Linked DNA regions of Dromaius novaehollandiae: region 1 is linked to region 2. A link is a contact called in public Hi-C data. All regions are on one chromosome and are shown on one strand. The core of a region is the stretch at or near the end of the contact, and the rest is flanking DNA. Distances in the headings are between cores, read along the strand shown.

Region 1 (6,983 bases), core at 1,488-3,987, 130 kb before region 2:
AACTTTATTAATAATTTGCTCATGTATGGCCTAGAACCAACTCCCATTCACTCTTGCTTAGTGCTGCAGAGCTAGATCAGCAAATAAGAGAATAAATTGCTTAGTGCTGCAGAGCTAGATCAGCAAATAAGAGAATAAAAAAAGCAAAGGCATTTCTGTTGCATTTTGTACCTTTGACTAAAATGTAACTATTTTTTTCTTCAAAGTTCTAGTTATTGAGTAAGGAAAGGCCTATGTAAACTTTCTTGAAGGGATGTAACAGAAAGCAACTAGCAGTTTAAAGAAGGGTTCACTTCCCCAAAAAGGCTCAAATGTGGCACTTTCTACATCAAAATCAGAACAGGCTGAGACATGCTGAATTAAAAAATTGTTGCTACCAGGACAGTTTTAACCCCCTGTCTTCTGAACTGCACACCCAGGGACTGGGGCAAGACTTGTACTATAAGGTCATATAGGAATATCTACAGTGGTGGCCTTAGCCTAACTATCTCTTCTGGACGTGAATAAAGCTTTACCTGTGTCCGTGTGCAGCTGAGTGACTAAAGCAGTTCATATCTTCATGAAGTGATGAAGACATACCATTGACTTCCAACATACTCAGGAGGGGATCAGCACCCCTGCTTAGTAATAAGCTGACCAACTCGTAGTTCCCTAGGGAAAAAAATGACAGAAACATAATGATTTCATTTTTATTACCTCTTTGAAAGCATAGCATAGGACTGTTAACAGGCAGACTGTACCAGCAACTTCTACACTAACCAGCTAAGGCTTTCAAAGCATCCTGCAAGCATGCATTTGTCCTTGTAACATCTCTGGGAGAGAATAACCAAGTCACAAAGCAGCTAAATTACCTAATAACAGACAACTAGCTAAAGGTAGAATGAAAAGAGAATTAAATTGGTCTGGCACTTCCCATACACGCATCTTTGTACATGCAATTTTTTTTTAGGCTTCAAGTAATTTTTTGTGTATCACATTTTAACTTAAACTGTAAGTAGACATGTATGCAACTACTTTAAGTAATATCATTTTCTCAGCTGTCCGTTTGCTGGTATATGTGGTTAACAGAGAAGGCTGGAAGGGAGCTGCTGGAAGCTGCACTCACTGACCACAGCTTCCATGAAACCACCTTGCAGGCAAGGTAGCAGTGCGGTCTGCATTCGGCCAGGCTTCCTTTCCACTGTTTTCATGAGATGTGGTGGGGAGTGGTGGCAAGAGACCTAGCACAATGTGCATCTGTCACTGGGAAGGGAGGAGGCCATTTTGTATCCCTCCAATAAAGCCTGGAGCAGAGCAGGCCACAGACTTGTCTTCACAAAGGCACAAAAATGAAGCAGAAGGAAAAGAGAAAAAAAAAAGTAAAAGCAGTTAGAGGAAAAGTGTCAGAAAATGGGTAAGTTTAGGCTAGTGCAGACTTGTTTGCAAAATGCTAAACTCTTCTCAGGACACCTAGGTAGAAGTAGTGCAGAATTTTACTTTTATTTAATAAATAATAAAACAAATTTCTTTATGTAGCAGTTATTTTTTTCCCCAGGCTGAATTTAAAGTTGCTAATTTTTGCATCTGGAAGTTATTTAGATCCAAGACATGCCCAGACTAGACAGTAGTTCTTTTAAGTTTCTTTACAGTGCCCTGTGCAAAGCAGGAGGTGTTTTAGTCCTCAGCTTTACTGTGGAGGCTGCTGGGAGGAGATGAGAGTTGGTACTAGTGGCAAAAGTGGATACTTGTTTAGTGGCCCATCAGCTTTTGCCATGTGATGATAAGCTGTTAGTCACTGCCAACCCACACTGGGTTCCTACTAGTGTTTTAGAAATGAAAAAAAGCTGAGTGATTAGTATCCAGCTCACAGTGCTCCCATTTGAAATCTTTGTTATATCCCACAAGGTCTTAGAGTGCAGTGCAAAATGAATCCTAATGCATTTTAGCTACCTGACCTGGGCGTGAATCAGCTGTGGTTGTTGTGTGGTAACAAGAGACAGTGTGTGCCACAGCCACAGTTAACTTACCTGCTGCTGAAGCCAGTTGAAGTGGGGTCTCAGCATAATTGTCTTCTCCACTGTTAACAGCAGAGCCCTCAACATGGGCACCAGCATCCAAGAGCAGCTGCAAAAGATGCATTAAAGACCAGGAGTTGAGAAAAGAGCAATTCAGAAAGAAATAACAGAAGAGACTGTGTTTATAAAGGAAAACCATTTGATTTATGGTGAAGAGTGCATGCACACAAAGGGGCATCTCAAAGGCTAAAGCAAAATATCCACTGCAAGGCAAATTTCTCTCACATTTCCTCCCTCAGTCTATGCCTAAAGCCTCCGCATGAATGTCGATTTAGAGATTTCTTATTTTCTTTTGCTTTACTGTACTGTTACTGTGAATTTATTCCGGAGTCTCAGAAACAATCTCTCTTTTTTTTTAATTTTATTTATTTATTTTAAAATCTCCCATATGAGCACGGTTTTGCTAATGTAATTCCTCCCTCAGTCTATGCCTAAAGCCTCCGCATGAATGTCGATTTAGAGATTTCTTATTTTCTTTTGCTTTACTGTACTGTTACTGTGAATTTATTCTGGAGTCTCAGAAACAATCTCTTTTTTTTTTTTTAATTTTATTTATTTATTTTAAAATCTCCCATATGAGCACGGTTTTGCTAATGTAATTCCCCCACTGCAAAGGGCTCTGCAGGCAGAGCCTCTCCCGAGCACCGGAAGGCCATCTCATTTAGTTTCATGCTGTGCGCAGGAAACGGGGCACCTTCAGGGAATTAGCCCTGCAGGCCAAACATACCTCTTGGGCCCCGCCGAGCCTGGATAAGGAGGCCACGGCAGCTTCAGGGACTTGCCACACACAGAGCCTGCTTCGCTGAACGCACTGAGCTATGTCATTTGTTTCACAGGGGAAACAACCCTCTCCCAGGTGAGGGGAGAAGGTTACAAGACGCTGGGACCTCTCACGGCCAGCTAGTGCTGGCTTAGTGCCAGCCAGCGTCCAGGCACCCAGCGCACCGCTCGCAGCCGCGGACCCGAGGGGCTGCCCCCCTCCTGCTGGCAGCGAGGGCGGCCCACGCGTCTGTCAGAGCCCTGCGCTGCGACTTGCCACCGAGGGCAGGAGTCCAGCTGGCTGCACTGCATAACGTTGTCACAACTGAACAGCCTCAGCCATCCCCAATTACTTACAACACTGGCCTTAGCACAGACAGCATACATAGTTTTGTAATGAAAATGTGAATTGTCTGTAGAGCATTGACGACCGGTTCATTGGCTAGTTTGTTCCTCTCTCAAGATACCGACTTTGCCATGCAATTATCATGTGGTAGACCTTAACTGGACAGGTGATTTCATACACGAATTTCAGAAAAAGCAGACATCTACCCTTTAATAATGATCGCTGAATGAAAAACTTTTATGTAAGCTTCAGAAGTTTCAAACAAAATAAAAGAAACAAACACTGTGGGTAACGCGGCCCACCAGAAGCTTTGATATACTTGGCTACATCTCCTGAGAGAATCACACTCTTACCTCGCATGTTAATTAAGGCTGTCCAACTTTTATAACACCAAAGACTGCACTGGCAATTGGCCAGAATCTAATCTTTGTAATTATTTACAAATGTACACAAACAAAAAATGAGTGCATGCAACCTCCATTTGCTTGCATCTTTTTTTCCTTTTGAGCAGAAGGTAAATTAAATTCACCAGCAATTGAAAAGCTGCAGTGATTAGTTTTGAATTCCTCCTGGAGCCAGGGGAGGATTTCCAGGATTCCACCCTACTCTGCTGCCTCCTGCATTAATTCCCTAGAAAGGAGCGCAGGGAGGGTGCAAGAGGCTTTCCTGCCATGACAGTCTGTTAAGTCTCATGTGTGCAGTTCTCAGGGATTATAGAGATAGTTACAAATCATGTGCTGCCATCAGAGCAGAAATGGACATGCACCTAATTTTTGCACACATAAAAGTATAAACCAATTAATATCTAACATTGACAAAACGCATCCTCATCAAGCAGTCTACTTGTAGCTGCTCCCCATGAAGCACCAGTTCATCGAATACCACAGAAATGACTGAGCTACTTTGTTCTGGAACTGGTAACCCTTGAACTAACACTGAAAACAAAGAATAAGGCGACATACTAGCTTCTGTTATCAAAGCCTTGCTAGATATTAGGTAATCAATTTGCAATTCTTTGAGGAAAAGCATCAGTTACATTCTCCATCTTTTCAGAACAAATGATTCTTCATTGATTTTTAGAAGGCTTCCACAAAAGTACACATGGAGCCCATGATTGACCGGTGCTTAAGCAGCCTGATAGTGAGGGTGCCTGCCCAACACGCAGCTCACTGCTGCACTTCAGTCCTTCGGTGGTTGCTTTAAAGACTCCTGACTGGTGCATTTCCTCTGCTTACCTGAACAACAGATATATGCCCGTGTAATACAGCAAGGGTAAGAGCAGTCCAGTGCCGGCTGTCAGGATGGACTGAAGGATACCGTGGAGAGGTGCTGGGAACCTGGGGAAATGGAAGCAGTTAGTTATTAACTATTGCAGTATCTGTCCCCTATTACCTTTAGACTTTTACATATCTGGCTTTTCACTTCGTAAGTGACAACCCCTGGGAATGGTAACTAACACCATTTAAAGAACGCTGCCAGCACTAGTCACTCTGGCCAGTCCCCTGGGCCTTTTTAATGGGCCTACTGGTTTCTTGCAGCGGCAGCTCTTTCAGGAAGGAAGCCCTCTTACCCCCTCCAGCCCTATTAGGCTCGCCAATGCCAATCGTAACTGGAGCCACTGAGTGTTCCAAGAGGCTTTCAAAGTGGTTGGTTTTGTATTTTTTTTTTCTTAAATCTCACAAATCCCTGAAGCAATGATTTCTAAAAGAAGTGCCTTACTCTGAGGCTGGTACAGAAGCGTGTAGAAATGAAGCCTTCAGTTGGTAGGAGAGATTTCATAACTGCTCATGTTACTTTACAGATCAAGGATGAATAACTGAGAGGAGAGGGCCCTCCATTACTCACTAGTATATCCAAATTTGCTCCAGCGTCTATAAGCATTTGGACCATGGCTTCATCTCCGGCAGCGCAGGCATACATTAGTGGGGTCATGCCCTTCAGGAAGGAAAAAAGAGGCAGTTACCTTTCTATACAAATCATCACCAAAACTATCTGTCACAGATAGAGTGAATCTGAATTTTACATGCAGGGGTGTGTGTGTGTATGCATAGGAACAGCGTATGTACATGTACAAAACAGCTGGTTTCTATGCCTAACGGGCACAATGGACTACAAGGGGAAGGGGCATGTGTCAGACCAAACAACCAGGAGATAAGATTGCAAGACTCTTAAAGGGATCACTCCAAAGCCCAGTCCCTGTACTGTCACTGCTTCGGAGCTATTCTGAGGCTTCCCCTGCAATCATTTCTTGGATCATTTGTAGCCAGATGACCAAAAAGCAGAAAACAACACAAATGTATGCCAATGAATTCATTTGGCTAATATAATCCCCACTGCTAAAATGCTATTTGCTACAATATTTCAGCATTTCTATCCCATAAATCAATATCTCTCCTTTTCTCTCCCTCGCTCTCATTCTCTCTCTATCCCCTTAAGCAGCAAACCGTGAAGGCTCAGAGATTAATTACAAGAGAAATGAGCCTTACTTACAAAGAGCTCATTCCAGAAGTGGCCAAGACCAGAAAGGAAATGGCCTAGCAAAATCTATTCCTGCTCACTTCTTAGGGCTTTTTCCTGGCCTAAATTATTTTGCGAGTTTGAAATTTTCCACAGGCAGCATCTTTACTGCTCATTAGGTAATAATTCAGCTTTAGAGACAGACCCGGACTGTATAACAGAAGCAAACTTCACAGAGAGGAGTTTCAATATATCTGCAAAGGCATCTCTTCAAAACAGCAAAAATTCCCATCTTCCAGCATTTGAGGCAGTTCTAGACATTTGCAAAGCTGGGGAGCTTTTTAAATTGAGAAAAAAATGGTGTTTGTTTCTTGGGCAACGGTGTGCTCGTTTCTTAGGGGAGGCACCCTCGTTAGAGACAAGTGAACCTCATTGCAAATTCCAAACTTGGGTCTGCAGGCACCAGCCTGCATTCACCGCTACGGTCAGGGTTTTAGAACTACAAGGTTTGTACGGACCTATCTTTTCTTTTGGCTTTTATCATTTTTGCATTCCCTGCTTGCTCAAGATTCATTTTGATTTTTCAAGTTCAGAGATCTGGAAAAAAACACCCCAAACAAAGGGTGAGTTAGCTAAATGACAGCTCATTCTCATTGCTGTGACAGCTGTAATGAGTGTTTATTGGGGGAGTTTTTTTTTTTTTTTTTTTTTTTAATTAAAAGCTAATTCAATGCAGTGAGTGATGCCCCAGAGAACAGAGTCTGCTGTTACTTGACGGACTGACAGCACAACTGGAAGCAGCTAAAGACTCCACAACTACCCAGTCCCAATGTTACAATGTAGTTGAGCAGGGAACACTCTAAAAATGAAAATACAGCTACCTCAGCATGACGGACTTTCAGCAAAGCTACCAAGTGATACCAATGCTATAGAGGTTTTCTGTGTCTATGTCTTATACTTCAAACTGTACTGAGCATTTATAATTCACTTCATACAGACTGCCTGAAAGCCATCAGACAGTAACACCTTTTGGTCACTCATCACCGACCTGGACTGGATTTCAGCTGATGAACCAGAAAAGAGCATCGCTGCCAAAAAGCACTTGGAAGCTTAGCTTTGACACTGTCCTAGCATTAAGACAACATCAGACTTTCCATTCACACTCAGCATATTAACCTGTCTTCCCTCAGTGTCTGAAACATGCCATCCAAAGAACAGACCTACATTCCAGCTGATAAAGAAACAGTTCACTCTAGGCTTTAACTTCTTGTTTCTTTCTTTCTTTCTTTCTTTCTTTTTAAGGGATACATTTTCAGAGTAAAACACAAGCTAGAATTAGAAAGGCCTTAGAGATGTAACACCTAAGA
Region 2 (6,463 bases), core at 454-2,953:
TTCTACTATACATTGGTGGTAGAGTGAAGTAGGTTTTGTTTAAAAAGAATAGCGATATTTTCCGAAGAATGGCTTGTTAATGCATGTTTCATATCATGGGTACAGAAAAGCGTGCATACATGCCAATTATAGCAAAAATGCTCAAAACAGCAGCTGGTTGAAATTTTGAAGAGACATTTGTTAAAACAACAGGGCTTGGTTTCCCACCACCTCTGCACCTTCTATAAACTGGTACGTGTTAAGAATAAAGCGGTGTCAATCCTGCCTGGTAAAACTATGTCGCACACACAAACCACTACCAAGATGCAATTCAGATGGAAAAAAAAAAAAACCAAACAAACAACCCCCTTCCCCCCAGATCCATAGAAATTACTTATTTTACGGGTAAAGCCCGTTGGTACAAAGACTAGCGATCATGAAAGTTGGATCTTACCATTAGCATTTTTCCCACAAATGAGATGTTCGTAAGGTTGCAACACTCCCCAAAGTTCAGCATCATTGTTGATAACCATCTCCAGGATTTCAGCTGAGATCTCCCCTCCTCCAACATCAGGGCTCTGACTTGTCAAAACCCTGGCTTTAATCTCTTCTACAAGGTTTTCCATGCAAGAAGTTAAAGAGATGGCTGCATATTCATGGATCCTAACTGAGATCCTAGTGTCCACCATCCACCTGAAAAACCTGCCCACTGAAAAGGTGAGGCCACATCTAGCTGATTTACCCTTCCTCAGCCCATCTCCAGCACTCATGCTGTACAGAGAAAGCGCCTTGACAGTCGCCAAGACACAGCTTTCTGACAACGACCAGCTCTGGATGAGCTTGATAGCACTCTGAACCTCAAACCTGGTACACTTGGAGTGCATCACGCTGAGACGCTGAGCTTCCCTGGAGATCCGGATCAAGGCACGCCTCAGTAACTGAGAGAGCCGCCTGACAGCTTCCTGAGTAAAGGTTCTGGTATTTCCATCTCCCTTCCCTTTTCTGAGTATTTTTCCAATGTCTTCATCAGTCCAAGGGTATTCCTCTAGATCCGGCAGCTTAGGACACTTGGAAAATATATCTGCAACTTCTGGGTCTTCCGGCAGAACAGTGTTCACTGTATCCCAGCTGTTATTCCTACTGTTCATGGAGCCCGAGTAGTACCACCAGTTGCCTCTGTGCTGAGAAGAGGTAAAAGCTTGGGAGTTGGACTTGGAAGAAGAGAGACTAAGGGACCTGCAGGAATCCCCTGCCCCATAACCAGAGTCCAAAGTTAAATCCTCCAGGGTCTTCAGAGTAGAGCTGTATATCCCAGCCATAGGAAAGACGGGGAAGCCAACCGCAAAAGGCACAAAAGGGGCGGCTGCGCCGGCCGAGCCCGAGGCGCCAGCCCCGCAAGCGGCGCGGCAGGATTTACAGCGCGCCGAGGGGAAGCGCAGCGCAGCCCGGCTCCGCCCGCACACCGGCTACCTCCATCCCGCGGGAAGGCGGCGCTCAGCCATCTTCTGCCTCGGCAGAGACCGCCGGGCTGGCGGCCGGTGTCAGACAGCCCCGGGGGCGCCGCCGGCGCTCGCTGCCGCGGCGGTCGCCGGGCCTCGGCGGGCGCGGGGCGGCGGCGGCGGGCGGGGCGGCTCCGCGGGACACTTGCGGCAGCTTTGACTCAACTTCTCCGCCGCAGGTCTGCCGGGCACCCCGGCACGGCGGCATGCAAATGAGCTGCGGGAAGCGGCACCAATCGGCGGCTCCGACGGGGACCGTCTCCGCCAGTGAAACCCGAGCTGGGCGGGGAACATGCAAATGCGGCGCGGGGAAGGGAGAGGCGAGGGAGGCGCCGAGGCAGCGGGCGGCGCGGCGCGGCGAGAGGGGACGCGAGGACAGGCCGGGAACACCGGCGCCTCTACCGGGGTGCAAAGCTGCGCGAAAGCGGGCGCTTTTCTTGCAGACTGCAGCCCCGGCCGGGCGTGGGACACCAGCACCAACGGTGGGAAATAAAGATGCCTTTGTGCCTTCTCCTTCCGTCCACGCCCTCTCCGCTTTCGGCAGCCCTTCGGCAGCGGGCTGGAGTTTTCCCCCGCTTTCCTTTTAGCTCCCCTGCTCGGCGGCGGAGCGGGAATGCCGGCTCTCCCGGGCGCTCCGCACCGGCGAGTCCCGCAGGCCGCGGAGGGAGGGAGGCAGGGAGGGAGCGAGCGGCCGGCCGCGGGTCACTGCATGAATGGGGGATTGTGCAGGCGGCCACGCAGCCGGCGTGCCGAGTCCTGAAAGGCGCCTTTGTGAGGCGGTTTACACAGCCCTGACCTTGAACCGTGAGCTGGATGTGAAGCGGAGGTGTCTGGCTCGGCTCTTCCCCGCCGCCCTCCGCCCCGGGCAATGGTCCTTCCCGCAGCGGCGGCTGGGGGCGGGCTGCGCGGGCCGAGGGCTCCGCCTGCCGGCGCGCAGGCTGCGCGGAGCGGAGCGGAGCGGTGCGGGCAGCCCCGGGAGCGGCCCCGCGGGAGGCGAACGGGCGGCGGCAGAAGCCCCGCGGCCCCCTTGGGTCATCGAGTTCTCGCAAGTCGCGTTAGATAACACGGGTCCTTTTGTTTGTTTGTTTGTTTTTAAACATCTTTTGGCAAGACGTAAGCACGCCAAAGAGCACTAACAAGACCCCTGCTATTTATGACCATCAAACCATAAAAGCCTCAAGACAAACAGGTATCGTTTTGCAGACTGCAGAGCCCTAAAGGACATTAGCAGCAGAGGACCAAGGACTGCCACAGAGAGCGAAGGTAGTCAGAATCCATTTTGTTAATGCTCGGTCTCTTTTCACAAGTCTCTGTTTAGCAAGCTGCAGTGACTGCAAATATTCATCATTTAGCATAGTTAAAGCATTGATTTCAGGTTTATTTTTGTTCAACAACACAGAAATGTTTCCAGTACTCTTATTTACAAACACAGTCTTTTACTCCTGCTTTGTAAGATACCTATGATTTCTGTGCTCATTCTCTTTCTCTAAAATTAGGTTTAATATTTAAAGCCCCCGAAGGAAACTTCAGTCATCAGCTTGGGCACTCGTTCACTCAAACCACTACTGCGATGACTCGCACGAAAGCGGCAGTTCTCTCTGCCGTCCATAGGCGGCATCCTTTACCACCCTTTGGTTATGACAGCCTGTTCTGTCTTGTGCTCATGCACAGTAAATGCACTTTCTTCATTCTCCAACTAAATATACTCCAGTCAAAGATACCAAGCACACTAGTATCTTTTCCTGTTGTCTTTGGTAGCATCAGACCAAAAGCTTTCACTTACAAGTTTAGACCACTTATGTGGCAACAATGAGCTTCCCAAAGAAGTCAAAGCATCTGATGGTTAAAAGGTGCCTGGAAAGTGTATTTAAAATTTAGAACTCCAAGATAAGCATTTTACAGTCACATTCATGGAGCAGCAATCTATTCTCACAGTGTTTGTGGTATTTTCCTATTAATGGGAATTTGCAATGGAAGAAGCAAAAGTGTGTTTACATACACTTAAAGCAATTTGACCTAAAGCATACACCATTTCTAGAAAGGCATTACCTAACAAATATTTTGAACAGATATCGCTGTTGACCATCTATATGCATGCTATAGGCAATTCATTGATCTTCAATTTTTAAATAAAAAAACTGCAGAAATTTTCTAGTTCAAAAGTATAATGTCTTACTCTGATGGGATCTTGTTTCGTATTTCTTTTTACTGTACTATACATGGTGCTTAGTATCAATGAAAAACAGAGCAGCTGTATGAATGCAATATTTGAGAGCATTTGAAAAAATCATAGCTTCTGTAGTTTGCCCTTTTTGCACTCAGTTTTTCTCCTTGTGCTCACAGGCATGAGCAGCTCCCATTTATACTAGTAGCGCACCCTGCTAACTACTTTGTTCAGCCTCCCACTAGTTAACTCTCCAAATTGCTTTTTCCACATTACATCTTTTATCTTTCCTAGATCTAACCCAACTATAATACAGCTCTTTGCTTTTTCATAGCTTCTTCCCGTGAAAGCATGAACATGAAACACGAATTGTCCAACAGAACCAGGCATTCTCTCCTTGATGAGACTTCAATTCATTTAAGAATCTTAACGCTTCAGCCCATTATTTGTATCTGAACTGACAGTAGAGAACAAGTATTTACTAAATGGTTCTAATCCTCCGGTGTTATTTTACAGATCAATGCCGTTTCTGCTGTTTTGTTGTATTTTTCAGTCTTGAACACTATTTTTTAAACAAGTTCAAGCCCAGTAAAGACAACATGGTAATAGGTACCTGAATGCAAGACAAGTCATAATTGAGTCAAAGAACACAGTTGCAAGTCTCACACAATCAGTGCATTCAAGCAATACACTTTTTCTAGAAGATGATCTTTCCACTCTTAGCTCTGTACTTAATCCCATATCTTATGTACCATGAACTACTGCAGAATTTTTTACCCCCAACTTCTGCTAGATTCCCATATGCTGTTTATGCCTATTCAGATCACTGCTGCTAAACTTGTCATATGGATTTTCCACATCATACAGCTGTATTACATCCCTCTGCATTTCTCCACTGCCTCCTCAAAACAGGGTACTTTTTAAATTCCCTATCCATACCTTTGGAATCATACACAGAGGCCTCTTTCTCTATTCTTGTCTTCGCATTGAATGCTGTATGAATGAGAAGCAGTCAGCAAGACCAAGCTGTCATCTCTTTCTCACTAAAAAGGCTTTGTTCTTTGTTCTGTGCTGCCCCTTTGCAGATGCTTTCTCTAGAATCCAGCCTGCCCTGTCTACCTCTTAAGTCTTATTTCTATCATAAATATTAGCATAAATTGCCACTGAGAAGAGCTACATAGCTGGCCAGTGCTAACTCAACATTATTCAGGAAAAACGCAGCTATGCAAGTACTTGACTTATTTACACAAGTCACTTCTACTCTTTCCCTTATCCCACTTCTACAATACTCCTGCACAGGTTATTATTCCTAGTCTAAGTACTTTAACAATACAAAAATCATCTAACTTAATAGCAGTGTCTGCTTTCTTACTCCCCTCCCACAGCATTTTCTCAATGTTAGGAACTACCCTACTTTCCAGTTCTGAAATTTCACATGTAGTATTTCCTTACACAATAATAATTTGGCTGATAAATCCTTCTCTCCCTCCACTGCAGAAGTATTACCAACCTTTTCCAAAGGCAGACAAACAGCAGAACACAAGCTGCCCAAGAAAGGAAGAAGTATTCCTTACTGAATATTTAAACTTAAAGCTTCAAGATGCCTAGCACAATAAAAAACAATACTTTCTGCAAAAAGGGAGAACGAAATAAGAATTCTCTGCTAACACTTCTTACTTTCAAGTGCACGCTCTTTTGTTACTACATCTCTTATCCACAACAGGACAAGTTCATCATATGTTCCAAGGTTTCCTGTTCTCCAGTGTTATTTCACCATTTATGTCAAAGAACTAGGATTAGATGACCTTGTAATAGATTTCCAAGAACAGCTAAAAAAGCCATGGGGAGTAGAAGGGAGCAATCACATTTGTTTTCTTTATAGGAGGGAGAAGAGAGTAGTTCACTTCCAAACCAGAGACATGTATTTGTAACTAATCTGTAGACTGTGCTAGGGAAACTACAGGATGTTTCCAGAAAGCAGTTCCCATACTGGCTCACGCAAATTGAGCAAGCCAAACAACAAAAATCACAAGTCAGACTTCAAAACACAGATGAGAACAATTTAACATTCCTTGATTTGTAAAACATGATAAATATTGGGCTCTTTTTGTATATGTTTCAACTTTAACCAGTAGGTATCACATATCATTTTCATACATTAGGATTTAACTTTTTGTATGTAGACAGGATTTTCTCATAAACATTTCTCTCTAAAGTTAAGCTTTTAAGAAAGGACAAGTACCAGAAAACACTCAGGAACATAGGCATAATCAGTAAAGTAACAGCGGAAAACCAAAATAAACAGATATATGGCAATGTAGAACCCCCACTGTAAAGACCTAAGATACAAATGTTACTCTAGATCTGATACACTGCAGATTTTGGTTTTAAGACTCCAAATCAGAAATGCATGAGAGTTAAAAAGCACCATAGTTCTCTGATACACAGGTAGCAACTAGGCTGACAGCATCAAACCTATTAAAATACAAGTGATTTTAAGTAAACATAAATGTTAATGTAAAGCCCTCATTAACTTAATCTGTAGCAAAGACTCCAAAACTGTGCTTTTTAAAATAATCAGTAGCTATAATAATCTGTTACTTCTTCCAACAACAAACTTTAATGTATTCCTGGAAAACAACATTCACATATGCATAAATGAGCAGCATAAACATCCCTTACCAGTACATCCTATGTGAGCTCATTTTAATCACATGAAGTAAGGAACACTCAAGCCTTCCACCAGAAAAAACTAATATCACAACCATCCTTAGCACAGAACTCAGAATAGCTGTTCAGCCAGGACAAACAAAACCCCAAA

What was found. A called contact is a pair of places that touch in the nucleus more often than the background predicts.
Region 1: a Hi-C map of liver shows a contact between it and region 2, with 7 times the contacts expected there. The contact joins the enhancer-like site here to the promoter of ABTB2 in region 2. A contact is called at or near these places in 2 of 4 Hi-C or Micro-C datasets (brain and liver).

Annotation. Positions count from the first base shown.
Region 1 is chr5:51,452,330-51,459,312 of bDroNov1.hap1, reverse strand. It overlaps ABTB2 (ankyrin repeat and BTB domain containing 2), which reads right to left. Exons shown (of 17, transcript XM_026099973.2): 6 at 5,005-5,094; 7 at 4,395-4,496; 8 at 2,007-2,103; 9 at 516-651. Among named protein-coding and RNA genes, the nearest start is that of NAT10, 48 kb to the left of the region's middle. Within about 2 kb of position 2,737, at least 1 of the 2 cell types and tissues checked has open chromatin away from gene starts, as enhancers often do.
Region 2 is chr5:51,323,615-51,330,077 of bDroNov1.hap1, reverse strand. It overlaps ABTB2 (ankyrin repeat and BTB domain containing 2), which reads right to left and starts at 1,703. Exons shown (of 17, transcript XM_026099973.2): 1 at 434-1,703. The coding sequence starts at 1,298.